2 separate regions of the Oryctolagus cuniculus genome follow, and region 2 is linked to region 1. Evidence: chromatin contacts called from public Micro-C data. All regions are on one chromosome and are shown on one strand. The core of a region is the stretch at or near the end of the contact, and the rest is flanking DNA. Distances in the headings are between cores, read along the strand shown. Region 1 overlaps LOC108176622 (a long non-coding RNA gene). Region 2 holds the start of KLF9 (KLF transcription factor 9).

What was found. A called contact is a pair of places that touch in the nucleus more often than the background predicts.
Region 2: a Micro-C map of ear pinna shows a contact between it and region 1, with 5 times the contacts expected there. The contact joins the promoter of KLF9 here to the enhancer-like site in region 1. A contact is called at or near these places in 4 of 6 Hi-C or Micro-C datasets (ear pinna, liver, psoas muscle and 1 more).

Annotation. Positions count from the first base shown.
Region 1 is chr1:159,967,066-159,972,827 of mOryCun1.1, forward strand. LOC108176622 (a long non-coding RNA gene) reads left to right here. Exons shown (of 3, transcript XR_007924301.2): 3 at 1-1,425. Among named protein-coding and RNA genes, the nearest start is that of KLF9, 57 kb to the right of the region's middle. Within about 2 kb of position 2,321, at least 3 of the 8 cell types and tissues checked have an H3K27ac peak or open chromatin away from gene starts, as enhancers often do. A contact at or near this core is called in ear pinna, where this site is marked.
Region 2 is chr1:160,024,356-160,030,304 of mOryCun1.1, forward strand. It overlaps KLF9 (KLF transcription factor 9), which reads left to right and starts at 2,100. Exons shown (of 3, transcript XM_051858717.2): 1 at 2,100-5,949.

The DNA.
Region 1 (5,762 bases), core at 1,071-3,570:
TTCCAGCAGTTACAGGTAGAATTTCCCAGGTCACAGAGTACATAAGCCACTAAAAGCAAGATGTTAAAGATCTGAGGTGGACTAAGCTAAGTAAATCCATGTGATAGGCAAGTAACCAAGATTTCAAAAGGAGTAAAGGAAAAGAAGGAGTTTGCAGACAATTAAGCAAGAGTTCACATCAACCCACACTCTTCCTGGTAGGAAGAGAGACCTACGAGAGTGACGTCTGTTGACCATTCATTAAGTGCCAAGAGCTTTACATATGTTCTCTCAGTTAATCCCCACAATGATTCTGTGTGGCAGGTGATGATATTGTGCTCCTTGTAGATGAGAAAACCAAGACTCAAGAGCTTAACTAATTTTCTCAAAGTCATGCAGCCAAGCACAAGGCAGAGCTTGCACTTGAACCCTGGTCTATTCAGCTTGAAAGCCCAGGTTTCTTTATTTATACTCTTCTGCCTCCCCGCCCTGTGTGCAAGAATCTTCTGAGAAGACTAAAGGGATCATCTTCTACAATTAATTTCTTAGAGACTGAAATCTCCCATTGTCTAATAAATACCAACTCCTATTTCAGAACAGACAATCAATCAGCAGCAGTTCTGAACACTCATGAGGCATCGTGCTATATTCTACAGGGGAGAAAAAGGAGAATTAAGCATAAGTGTTACTCAAGCACTTTAAATACTGTCTGGACAGGACAGGTTGTGCTGAAGTAACAATCTCTTACATGCAATGGCTTAGCACAACAGAAGTTTATTTCCTGTCCATACCAGATGAACTGGATTTGAAGACGTTCACTCGGGTTGTCTCTCCAGGGCTGAAATAATGTATGTCAATGATGAGGATGACTGGTGCTGGGTTACCAACACCCTATTGAAGGCACAGCTGCTGGGTTACCATCACCCTATTGAAAGCATAGCCCTGGAGAGACAAACGAATGAACACCTGGAACCAAGAATAGACATGGTAGGCTCAAGGAGGAGAGGGCCCATCAGAGCTGAACAGAGGCCTGGGATCAGGATGGCCCAGCAGTTAGAGAAAGCATAGGACATCTTCAAACAGGAGAAAACCACGATTCGAATGCAGTGTTGAGAACTGTAGCTAGCGAGGCTGGCTCTGCAGCATAATGGGTAGAGCCACTGCCTGCATGATCAACTTCCGGCTGCTCCATTTCTGATCATTTCTGCTATGCCCTGGGAAGGCAGTGGAAGATGGCCCAGGTCCTTGGGCCTCTGTACCGGCATGGGGGACCCAGAGGAAGCTCCAGGATCCTGGCTTCAGATCTGCCCAGCTCCAGCTGTTGTAGCCATTTGGGGAGTTAACCAGCAGATGGAAGACCAATCTCTCTCTCTCTCTCTCTCTCTCTGCCTCTGCCTCTCCTATGTAACTCTACCTTTCAAATAAATAAATAATCTTTAAAAAAAAGAATTGTAGTTAGTGACTGTTATTTAATTTATTTATTCATTTTACATTTTTTTCTTATTTTGAGAGATAGTGAGAGGGAGCCAAAGAGTCAGAACAGGAGAGACAGGTCGAGAGAGCTCACAATGCTCACAATGGCCAGTGCTGGGTGGGCCAGATGCCACGAGCCAGGAACTCAATCCAGGTCTCCCTCAAGGGTGGCAGCAGCTCAATTACTTGAAGTATCACTGTAGCCTCTCAGGGTCTGCAATGGCAGGAAGCTGGAGTCAGGAGCTGGAGCTAGCAATTGAATGTAGGAATGCTAACGTTGAGACAGGGGCATTTTAACAGATAGGCTAAACACAAACCCTTCACAAATGTTTCAAAGATTTTGCACAGGAGATACAAAAGTGTATGAGGCTGGTTTCCTGCTCTCAAGTTGCTCCAGTCTCTAGTAAAAGGAGAATAAATGTACTAATTATTTCAAACATTGCTGCCTTTTTTAAAGGTCTGATCTCAAAGGGAAACTTTGATGGATAGAACCTAAAACTTCAAGGATGCAAGAGCATGAAGGAGGAAGGGCTGAGCAGGCTGGATTACTCCATGAGACTGGGTGGCAGTGAGGAATCCATGGCAGAAGGAGGCTGCACGGCTCAGGGATAGAGAAGAGTAGAAGATTTAAGAAGAGAGGAAATAAGGCAGCTGGCCATGGGATGAAAAGCTCTTGGAATGAACGAAGATTTTCAGAGGGAATTTTTATGCAGTTTGGTCATATGACTTTCAGGGTAAGCCCTCCTGTTGTGAGCAGGGCAGTAGAATCTACATTACTGAAATGCTTTGGGAGGTGGCTTGAGAGGCCACAAGGGGGCAAGTGGGTTGCAGTGAAGTGTTGGTTACAGCCTCAAAGTGGGTACAGGCTGTGAGCAGGGACTCTCTGAGAGAGCACAGTCATGTGTGCAATCAAACTTCTCCAGGACAAAGTGGCTCATTATGGGAGTGGGAGCTTAAGTCGAGAAAACCTTCATAAAGGAGATAAAAGATGATCCTGGTACCACGTGTGCTTCCATCCAACTTAAATTAACACGTTCCAGTACAGGCACCAAGAGTATCAAGTGCAAGTGCAAAGGAACTGAGCTGTGGGACAGTGTGGTTTGATTGAGCAAATTCTAGCAAACATTGATAAACAGCATTAAAGGGGATGAAGTCAGGAAAAGCATGTTCAGTAATCTAATCCAATGATCAAAACTTGTAGAAATAATACCATGAATTCGCCTTCAAAATTATTCATCAAATTTGTTCCTGCTTCAATATTGGTACAAAAATCTTTTGTTTGGACTTAGCAAAAACTCAGGACTATTGGTAAGAGAAGTGGTGGATCCAGAGGTGAACTTTTCTAAGGAATGTCTTATTTATATTCACCTCTCACGCACAGTCTGCCAATATTTACCTTGCTGCTAAGCACCACCTCGCCTCGTGCCAAGATCCTCCAGGCCCGTGTTCCAGCAGGTGAAGGATTGCCCGAGACAGCAGCAAACAGAAGCGGAGAGTGGGGGACTGTGAAACACACTTCTTGATTTACAGTCCACTGTCAAGGGGTACAATTTATCTCCACTTCTCAGAGCCCAAAGGAGCCTAAGTGCAGAGTGTGTGCGCGTGTGTGTGCGCCTGTGTGTATTTTAAATATCCACCTGGGAAATCTCTCAATCAGCATTTATTTCAATAATCTCAAGCATTTCTATGGCACCTCTCTCCACAAATGCTTCCAAACCAGTTTGTAAGTTTTATACAGCCGGGAAATTGCCGTGGCAGGAATAGAAGGAAATAGATACCGATCAGCTTCCCAGGGAGAACTTGGGACTAAGTGTACTTTTGTTGAAAAGTATGGGGATCCAAGAATGTGCACTTTATTCAGGATGTGCAGGTAGTTAAATGACACTGTATTTCATTACAACATTATTCTCATTTCTTCTTAGGAATCCATTCAAATTCTACCCAACTTTCAAGACCTACTTCTAGACTGAACTCTACCGTTGATGAGTTTTGGTCTCTTGGAGCAAAAGCCTGTCACTTTTCCCTGGATGCTGCTTTTCCCTAAGCACACAGAAGGATAGCACTGGGTATGAGGCCTTGCACTGCTCTCGGGGGTTATACACTATGCATTTCTAGCCTGTTTCTCAGGAGAAGCAGGAAAGTATCCAGGAGGCCACTGAGCACCCATGAGGAACTTGAAGGAACTTTAAATCAGCCAATAAATATTTGCTGAGCAATTACATGTTCTAGAAACTGTGCCAAGATGCTGGAGACACAGCTGAGAGCAAAGGGGCCATGATCCCTGACCTCCTGGAGCCAGCAGTCTAGAAGGGGAGCTGATCATTAATCCGATCATCACACAGATCTGTGTAAACTTAGCATCAAGATAAGGGTAACAAAGGAGGACTCCAAGAAGAGGAGCAGGAAACTCAATCTAGACTAGGGGTTCTGGGAAAGCTGCTGGAGAAAGTCAAGTTCAAGTGTTCACCTGTAGGATGAGCAGGAGTCAGCTCTGAGTGTGTGTGTGTGTGTGTGTGTGTGTGTGTGTGTGTGTGACAGCCTCAGCTTCCTCATTTGTAAAATGACTATACTAGCCTAGTTTAACTTTGGAGTCTATAGAAACAGACTCTAAAACGAGGACTTTTTGGAAGCGAATTCATGAAGAACTGTCCTCCAGGGGGGAAAATGGCAGAGAAGATGGGGAATGGGACTGCGAAGAGCAGGGGCCAAGCAACTTTGAGGATGGAGCCGTCTCCTGGAGAGGCCTGCGGGTCACAGAATAAGCCACACGGGTAACTGGGACCACTGTGCTCTCCCACACCTGTTAGTTGCACATAAGTCCCAGGCACTCTTGCTCCCTGGGCTGGGAAGCAAAGTGGTTCCAGTAGCTCTAGAACTGCTCTCCAACACAGTCTTGGTGCAGGCTGCTGGGTAGGCAGGACTGTGGTGTGCAGAGTGCAAGGGAGTGCAACCCAGGTTAGGTTAGGGTTAGGTCCAAGTTCAATGCCACGATGCCAGACGCTAAGTGAGCACTCAGTAAATATTAGCTCTCATTGTCATTAACATTTACCAAGCATGGCCTGGGACAGGCTCTGCTTTGCCCAGTTGTCTCTGCTGCCTCAAATCCTTCAGGGAAATGCTGCTTCCCACCACTCCCTGCCGGGTCTCCTAAGACAAACATACATGTAAATAGGGCCACCGCTATTTATATTCCCCAGGATTGTCAAATTTGGCTGAGCTCATAAGGGAACTGTACATTTGCCCTGTCATCCTCCCTAGCATCTGCTTTCACCAGGGTTGCTTCTCCCCTCCCTCCTGTGCTCCTGGAGCTCAGAAACGTACGGACTCAGCTGCTTCTTAAATGTGATCTGTGGGGCCAGCGTTGTCATGCAGTGGGGTGAAGCCACCATTTGCGACAGGCAGCTCATAGTGGAGTGCTTGTTCAATTCCTGGCTGCCCTACTTCTGATCCAGGTCCCTGCTAATACACCTGGGAAAATGGCAGAGGATGGCCCAAATGCTTGGACTCCTGCCACCCAGTAGGAGACCTGAATGGAGTTCCAGGCTCCTGGCTTCTGCCTGGCTTCAACTGTTATGGCCATTCAGGAAGTGAACCAGAACCAGTAAATTGAAGATCTCTCTCTCTCTGTGTGTAGTGTGTGTGTGTGTGTGTGTGTGTGTGTGTCTCACACTCTGCCTTTCAAATAAATAAATCTTTTTAAAAAAATATGTGATCTATGCTAACCTAGTGTAATTCTCAGGCCTTCAATTCATGGGAAAGTTGATGGAATTTTTAGATCAGAGGGACTTCCTTTATCTGCTCATCTTGCTGAGAAATTGCACAGTTGGTCATCACTTCCAAATCAGTATTTTAAGTAAAAAGAGAATTATGGACACTTGTAACAGCAAGGATGAATCTCAAAAACACTATATTGAGTGAAAAAAAAAAAAAAACAAATACAAAATAATACACATGGTGTGTTGGCCATTTATTGGGAATTCTAGAGCAGGCAAAATTAATTGATGATGACAAAAGGCAGATCAGGGATTGCCCAGGGCCAGGCACTGGGGCAACTTGCGGCTTGGCATGAGGAGGCTTTGGGGATTGAAAATAATCCTGTCTCGGTTGTGAGGGTGGTTACATTTGTGGGGATATATGCCTTTGTCAAAATTCATAGACCGGCCGGTGCCGTGGCTCACTAGGCTAATCCTCCACCTTGCGGCGCCGGCACACCGGGTTCTAGTCCCGGTCGGGGCGCCGGATTCTGTCCCGGTTGCCCCTCTTCCAGGCCAGCTCTCTGCTGTGGCCAGGGAGTGCAGTGGAGGATGGCC
Region 2 (5,949 bases), core at 850-3,349, 57 kb after region 1:
GCCCAGGTGTGGGAGTGAGGCCTCGGGTTGGGAGCAAGGGGTGTCGACCTTCTAACTGCACCCGCGCACCCGCGTCGGGCCGTTCCTGGGGCGCCAGGAGTCGCGACGGGGACCCGAGGCTGGAGAGGGGGTCGAGTGGGGCGGGGTGGCAGGGGACTGCGGCGCCAGGGCGCGGCGCTGGCGGGGGCGCGGGGCAGGCTGCTGCCCGCCCGCGCGGGGTTACGCGAGGTAAAGGCGAGCGGGAGGGGAGGAGGCGGCGGGGGCCGCGGGCCGGGGCGTCTGGCACTCGTTGGACAAAGGGATGATGAAACGTGAGCGCTATATTTACCAAGGGGGTGGAGACGGGGCGGGGGGGGGGCGGCGGTGGTAAAAAGGACAAAGTGTTCCACAACAACCACAGGAAACACAGCCCTTCTGACTCACCGCGAGGGCCGCGCCGACCCCCGCGCAGCCTGCGCTGGAGGCCCGCGCAGGGTCGCAGGGCAAGGCCCCCGGCCCCAACCTGGGCGCTGGGGTTCGGGGTGGGGTTGATTTATTAATAAAGGCACACTGGAACTCGGCGCTGGGCGCGCGCGTGTGCGTGCATGACTGTTGTGGGGCAGGGGCAAGCGCCGAACAGCAGGAATGTTCCTAACCCCGTGGCCGGGCCATCGCGGGAGAAATCTGCCTGCAGATGCTGGGAGCACGAATCCTGCAAAGTCATCTCCTCCCGCACAGCCCGGCGGGGCCGGCCAGCGCGCCCCGCCCGGGATAGCAGCGCCCGCCTCCCCCGCTCCCGTCTCACCCCCGCGCCGGGCTCGCGGCGCTCGGAGTTGGGGTGCGGTGCGGTGCGGTGCGGGCTATGTTTAGAAGCTGATGTCATCCCGACACCCTACTCTGCAGTGTTCCCAGGGGGACCACAGGCAGGTGGCCTGTCCTCTCCCCAACACACCCCACACCCATCTTTACCAGGAGAGTGTGTGTATATATATATATATAAAAGCAACCCCGCTAGAGTTACGAAACATGATGGTGGGGGTAGTCACGCATGCGGAGGGGGCAAACCGAAGGTCTAGGACCGCAGGGAGCCCGCACCCCGCCCCTTTCCGCCCCCGCGCGCCTCTCCGCACGCCTCGCGGGTGCGGGGGCTAATGTCAAGGTTAGCTCACGTGGGCGCGGGCGCCCGGAGCTCCTTGCACGAGTTTGGGGCGGGTTCCTCATCCCGCAATCTAGGGCAGTTTGTTCAACTGCAGTAAAGGGAGCTTGATGTTCCAGCAGGGAAGGGATTTCTGAGAACTGGGACTGTCCTCAGATGAACTCGCCTCCTCCGGCTGCTGCGGCGCGGCCGCCTGCGGAAGACTTTTTAAAAGGGCGATGCCAGGCTGGGGCGCGCGGCCCGCTAGTGGCTGCTGCTCCCGCCCGTCTGCGGCCCGCGCCCAGCGCCCGCCTCCGAGCGCGGGTGCTGCGCGGAGCGCGGCGCGGGGCTGCTCCGAGCTAAACTTATCCTGCTGCATATGCATGAACGGGTGGCCTTTCTGCTCCGCGGAGGGGCGGGAGGCTGCTAAGTGGGGCGGGAGCAAAGTAGGGCGTCGGACAAGTTTCGCGCGGGCCGCAGCTCCCCACCCCCTCCAGGCCCTGGGTGTTATCTGGCTCGGCGGCCTCGGGCGTTCCCCCAGGTCCGGCTTTACCTGCTTGCATTTCAAATCCAGGAACGTCACCATTGTTAGAAGCCAGATCCCCTCCGTCCCTCCGCCCCCCGCTGCTCGTCACCTTCCCCAATTCCTCTGCTCTCACGGAAACGCACCCGCTTTTCCTCACACGGGACCCGTGTGCCTAGGTGGGGTCGCTGAGGCCGGAGGACGTGGGCCCTGAAAGGGAGAGGTCTGGCTCCAGCCCAGAGTGAGGTCGGACACGTGATCGTCTCCCCGCAGCGAGCCATCTGCTCTTCCTTCCCGCGGGGAGGCTGGCACTTCTGCCCGGCACCGTCCACGCCTCCCAGCAGGAACCGGAGAGGAAAGCCAGAACTGGCAGAACTCCGTCCCTACACCGGGGGATTGCAGCCTCAGCCTCCCCGGCAATCTGGACTTTAAATCGGGCGCCAGGTAGATGAACTGCACCCGGCGGGGTGGGGAAACCCTGCCTTGGGCACAGTTTGAATACAAATCTCCAGGGGCTGGGCCTGAGAATCTGCAGCATTCACCAGGAGATACTGCGCTTAGGGCTAGAGTGGAAAAGTTACCTAGAGGGAAAAGACCGAGTCTCTGTCTTTGAGACCCTGTCTACTTCTACCAACCAAGTGAAAAAAAAAAAATCGAGACTGTGAAAATTACAGAAGGGAGTTCGAATTAATGTATGTTTGTGCCTGCTGCCCATTAAATGTTGGTTTAAGGTACACTGCGCTTCGTTGCCATAGGATGTTTGTAGAGGCACAGATGAGACGGTAATTTCAAGAACTCAGGGCTTGCTCCAGTCTTTTTCCCCTGGCATCTTTGTTCTGAAGATCCCCTGTGTGTTTGGAGTTTGAAAGGGACTATGGAGCTGTACTGATCCCCCCATCCCACCCATCCCACCCCTTTCGCAGATAAGGAAATAGTTCTTTGTAGCTGGAGCTCACAGAGCTCCTGGCAGGCCCGGGAAGCCAGTTCCCCACGTTGGCCAGCACCTGCTGAAAATTGTGCCTCCACTGGCCACACTGTCTACCTAGAAGTGATCCTGATCATTTTAGGATGCACAGAAAACACGGCTTGCATGTCACGACAACAGACCATTGTTTTGAGAACTTGAATAATTAAGCAGAGGCTTAGTCAGGATTTAGAGAGGAAAACACACAAACTAGAAGCATGGTGACAGCTGAATTTTCTTGCTCCTCCTGGCTGGTTTGTGTGGATTTGAAAAGCAGACTTCTTGTTTTATGAGGTATTAATGTATACTTGTAAATTGTTTGTTTTCCTTCAGAGTGTTCATTTTAATTTGGGATAATCTATTTTGTCAGAATTAACCAGGACATGTTTTACCATGCTGGCAAAACAGCATAAGCTACTTTTAGTCATCAACCTATTACAATACACATTCCAAAACAGCAAAGAAATTTCACTGTTGAGAATACAAGGGAAAACATCCTGATGTAGGAATTATTACTTGTGACTTAACACACAAATCTCGTGGATAGACTCTATTGTTTTCTGTATTCCCCCATGCCCAGTTCATTGCTAGGAACACAGAGATATCAGGAGAATGGGTGGAAAAGAAGAAAAAGGAGAGAGCGCTCAATAATTCCAGAATTCTTGGGCTTCAAAAGTGATCCCGGGGCTGGTGCTGAGGCTTAGCGAGCTTAAGCCTGAGTCACTGGCATCACATATGGGCACCCCATTAGAGTCCTGGCTGTGCCACTTCCAAACCAGCTCCCTGCTAATGTGCCTGGGAAAGCAGTGGAAAATGTCCCAAATGATTGGGCCCCGGCCACCCACATGGGAGACCCAGATGAAGCTCCTGGCTCCTGGCTCTGGCCTGGCCCAGCCCTGGTTGTTGCGGCCATTTGGGGAGTAAATCAGCAGATGGAAGATTTCTCTCTGTCTCTCTCTTTTTGTCTTGCTCTCTAACTCTGCCTTTCAAATGAAATAAATCTTTAAAAAAAAAAGAGAGAGAGAGAGATCCTACATTAAGTCAAGCAGCAGTCATGTTTGTAAATGTATAAGAGAACTTCATGTGGATGAAAGACCAGTATTCACTTACTAGTTTTTTTAAAGTCTGGAATGAATGAGTCAGGAGAGTTCAGGTTGATGTTCTGTCCACAAAAAAATGGAATTAAATGGAATTAAAGAGAGGAGAGTTAAGTAAGGGAGGAAAAATTCTATACATTTTTTAACCCAAAGTGATTGATATTCAAATTACTGGAGTACAGTGCTCATGGGAGATACAGGTTTTCTTATCTTGTGGAATAGTGATGGTGTTAGCCCTAAGCCCATCTCTCCAGATGCCCAGCCCCAGGGAGGAGTCTGTTTCTCTACTGCAATGCCAGCTAATTTGGGCATCTGAGAGGTTCTGCAGCCCTTGACCCAAGGGGCTACTGGAGACATCCCTCTGGTCTTTGTGCGGGGACTCAAAGCGGAAGCAAGGGTGCAGTTTCTAAGTGATCATGTATCCTACGGGACAGAGTTTGCCCCAGAAAAATTAGGAAGTAGGCAGACTCCCATGGGCTTCAATGAATTCTTTTCTAAAATTAAGGTGATAGAAATGCAAGAACTCCAAGATGATGGCTTCACTTTCACATACAGTGATACACCTGCCTTCCAGGGTGGTTGTCAGGGTGCACGCAGGGTGCTTGTATGGGGTCCTGGCAGAGTGAGCCTTCCTGGAAAGGGGGCAGAGAAAATGATGGCCATGGTATCCTTGGTAGACCAGGCTCCCCTTTCTACACCTTCCTGTCCTGTGCCTTCAACTTCCTCCTATCGCTTTAAAAGTGCAGTGAAAATAAACTACCCTAAGCTTCAAGTTGGGAAGGTGGTTAATTTGGGGCCCTTCCCAGGGAGACCAAGTACCTGGTGTTACTCAAATTTTAGCAAAGGTTAACAGCCAGTGGGGGTGAGGGTTGAATGTCAACCAAACTGTAGCCCGCAAAAGCAACTGTCCCTCACACTCAGGGAAGTGAATGTATTTGTGAATCAACTGTGATGGCAATATGCCTCCTGCAAGACACACTAGCCCTAGATTCTCTTCTCAGCCATCAAGATGGAAAACAACCCCAGTAGTCCCTCCAGGGCAATAATCAGACTCCAAGACCCACACTAACTGTTGATCAAGTATCGCCACAATGTTCGGTGGCTTGGTTCTAGTACTCAAGAATCTGTTCAGCACAGTTAATATTTTGGTGATTGTATATCAGCCTGATAACCAAGACAAGCCACTATGCTGTGTCTGACTGTGCATTCTTATAAGACAAGGGACATACTCTAACATCCATGCTGGGGTCTCCGGAAAGATGAAGATGGATTAAAACACACACACACACACACACACACACACGAGGGATTTTTGGCTCCTTATCTGAAGGTGGGTTAAAACAGCTGTAAGACATAACAGAAGCCATTTATTTAGAGTAAATGGCACCCAGAAAGCAGAGGAAATAGGAGGTATGGTCAAAGCAAAGGCAGGGTGTTCCCCTAGACTGCTGGCCACCTATGTTAGCTCCAACTCCTGAGATGAGCTGGGCCTCTTCTATCCGGGCACTGGATAGAAGAGTTTTTAAAATCTGTCGCCAAAGTATACCGCATCTCAAAACACCGCAATGGGCTTTTCCCCATTTGTGTTCATTCTTGGACAGCTTGTCCTGACATAACGGCAGTTCTCGAAGCTGCAGATCCACGCCGGCGAGTCTTCACCACGCCTGTCCTCCTGTCCAGCTCTCCCATTTACTACCAGCTGCACGGAGCCTGCGGACGCGTCCAGTTTCACTACGGCTCTCCGCGTTTACAAGTGTCGAGCGCTCGCTTTCGGAACGCCCTTCTCATTGGCTGAGCCCAGGCCAGTGACGTCAACCAACTTACTTTGGATTGGTGGGCGGGTTGCTGGGACTGTAGCGTTTGCAGGAAGTCACTTAACTGTTTGCAAGCTGGAAACACGGTGCCCGGGGTTCTTGTTCCGTCACAGGAACGCGAGCGAGTGACCGACGGAGACGCGTCCCGACGCTCCGCCAGCCGGGGGCCCGTGAGCCGGGAGGCCCGGCCCGGCCGCCGCCGGACGGCGAGGCGCGGCCCGCGAGGGGCGGCCGCTCCGGTGCTGCCTCCCGGCTGTTACCCTTTTAAATGTCAGCCTTGGAGGCTGTCGGGGTAGCACGAGGCACCGGCACGGAACAGTCGGATTGGCCGCACGCCTCGGTTCGAGACGCACCTCTCCTCCGAAGGGCCCTTCTGACTGGCAGGGGGAGAAAGTAAACAGAGTTGAATCACCCTCCCCACTGGCCAATGGGAGGGG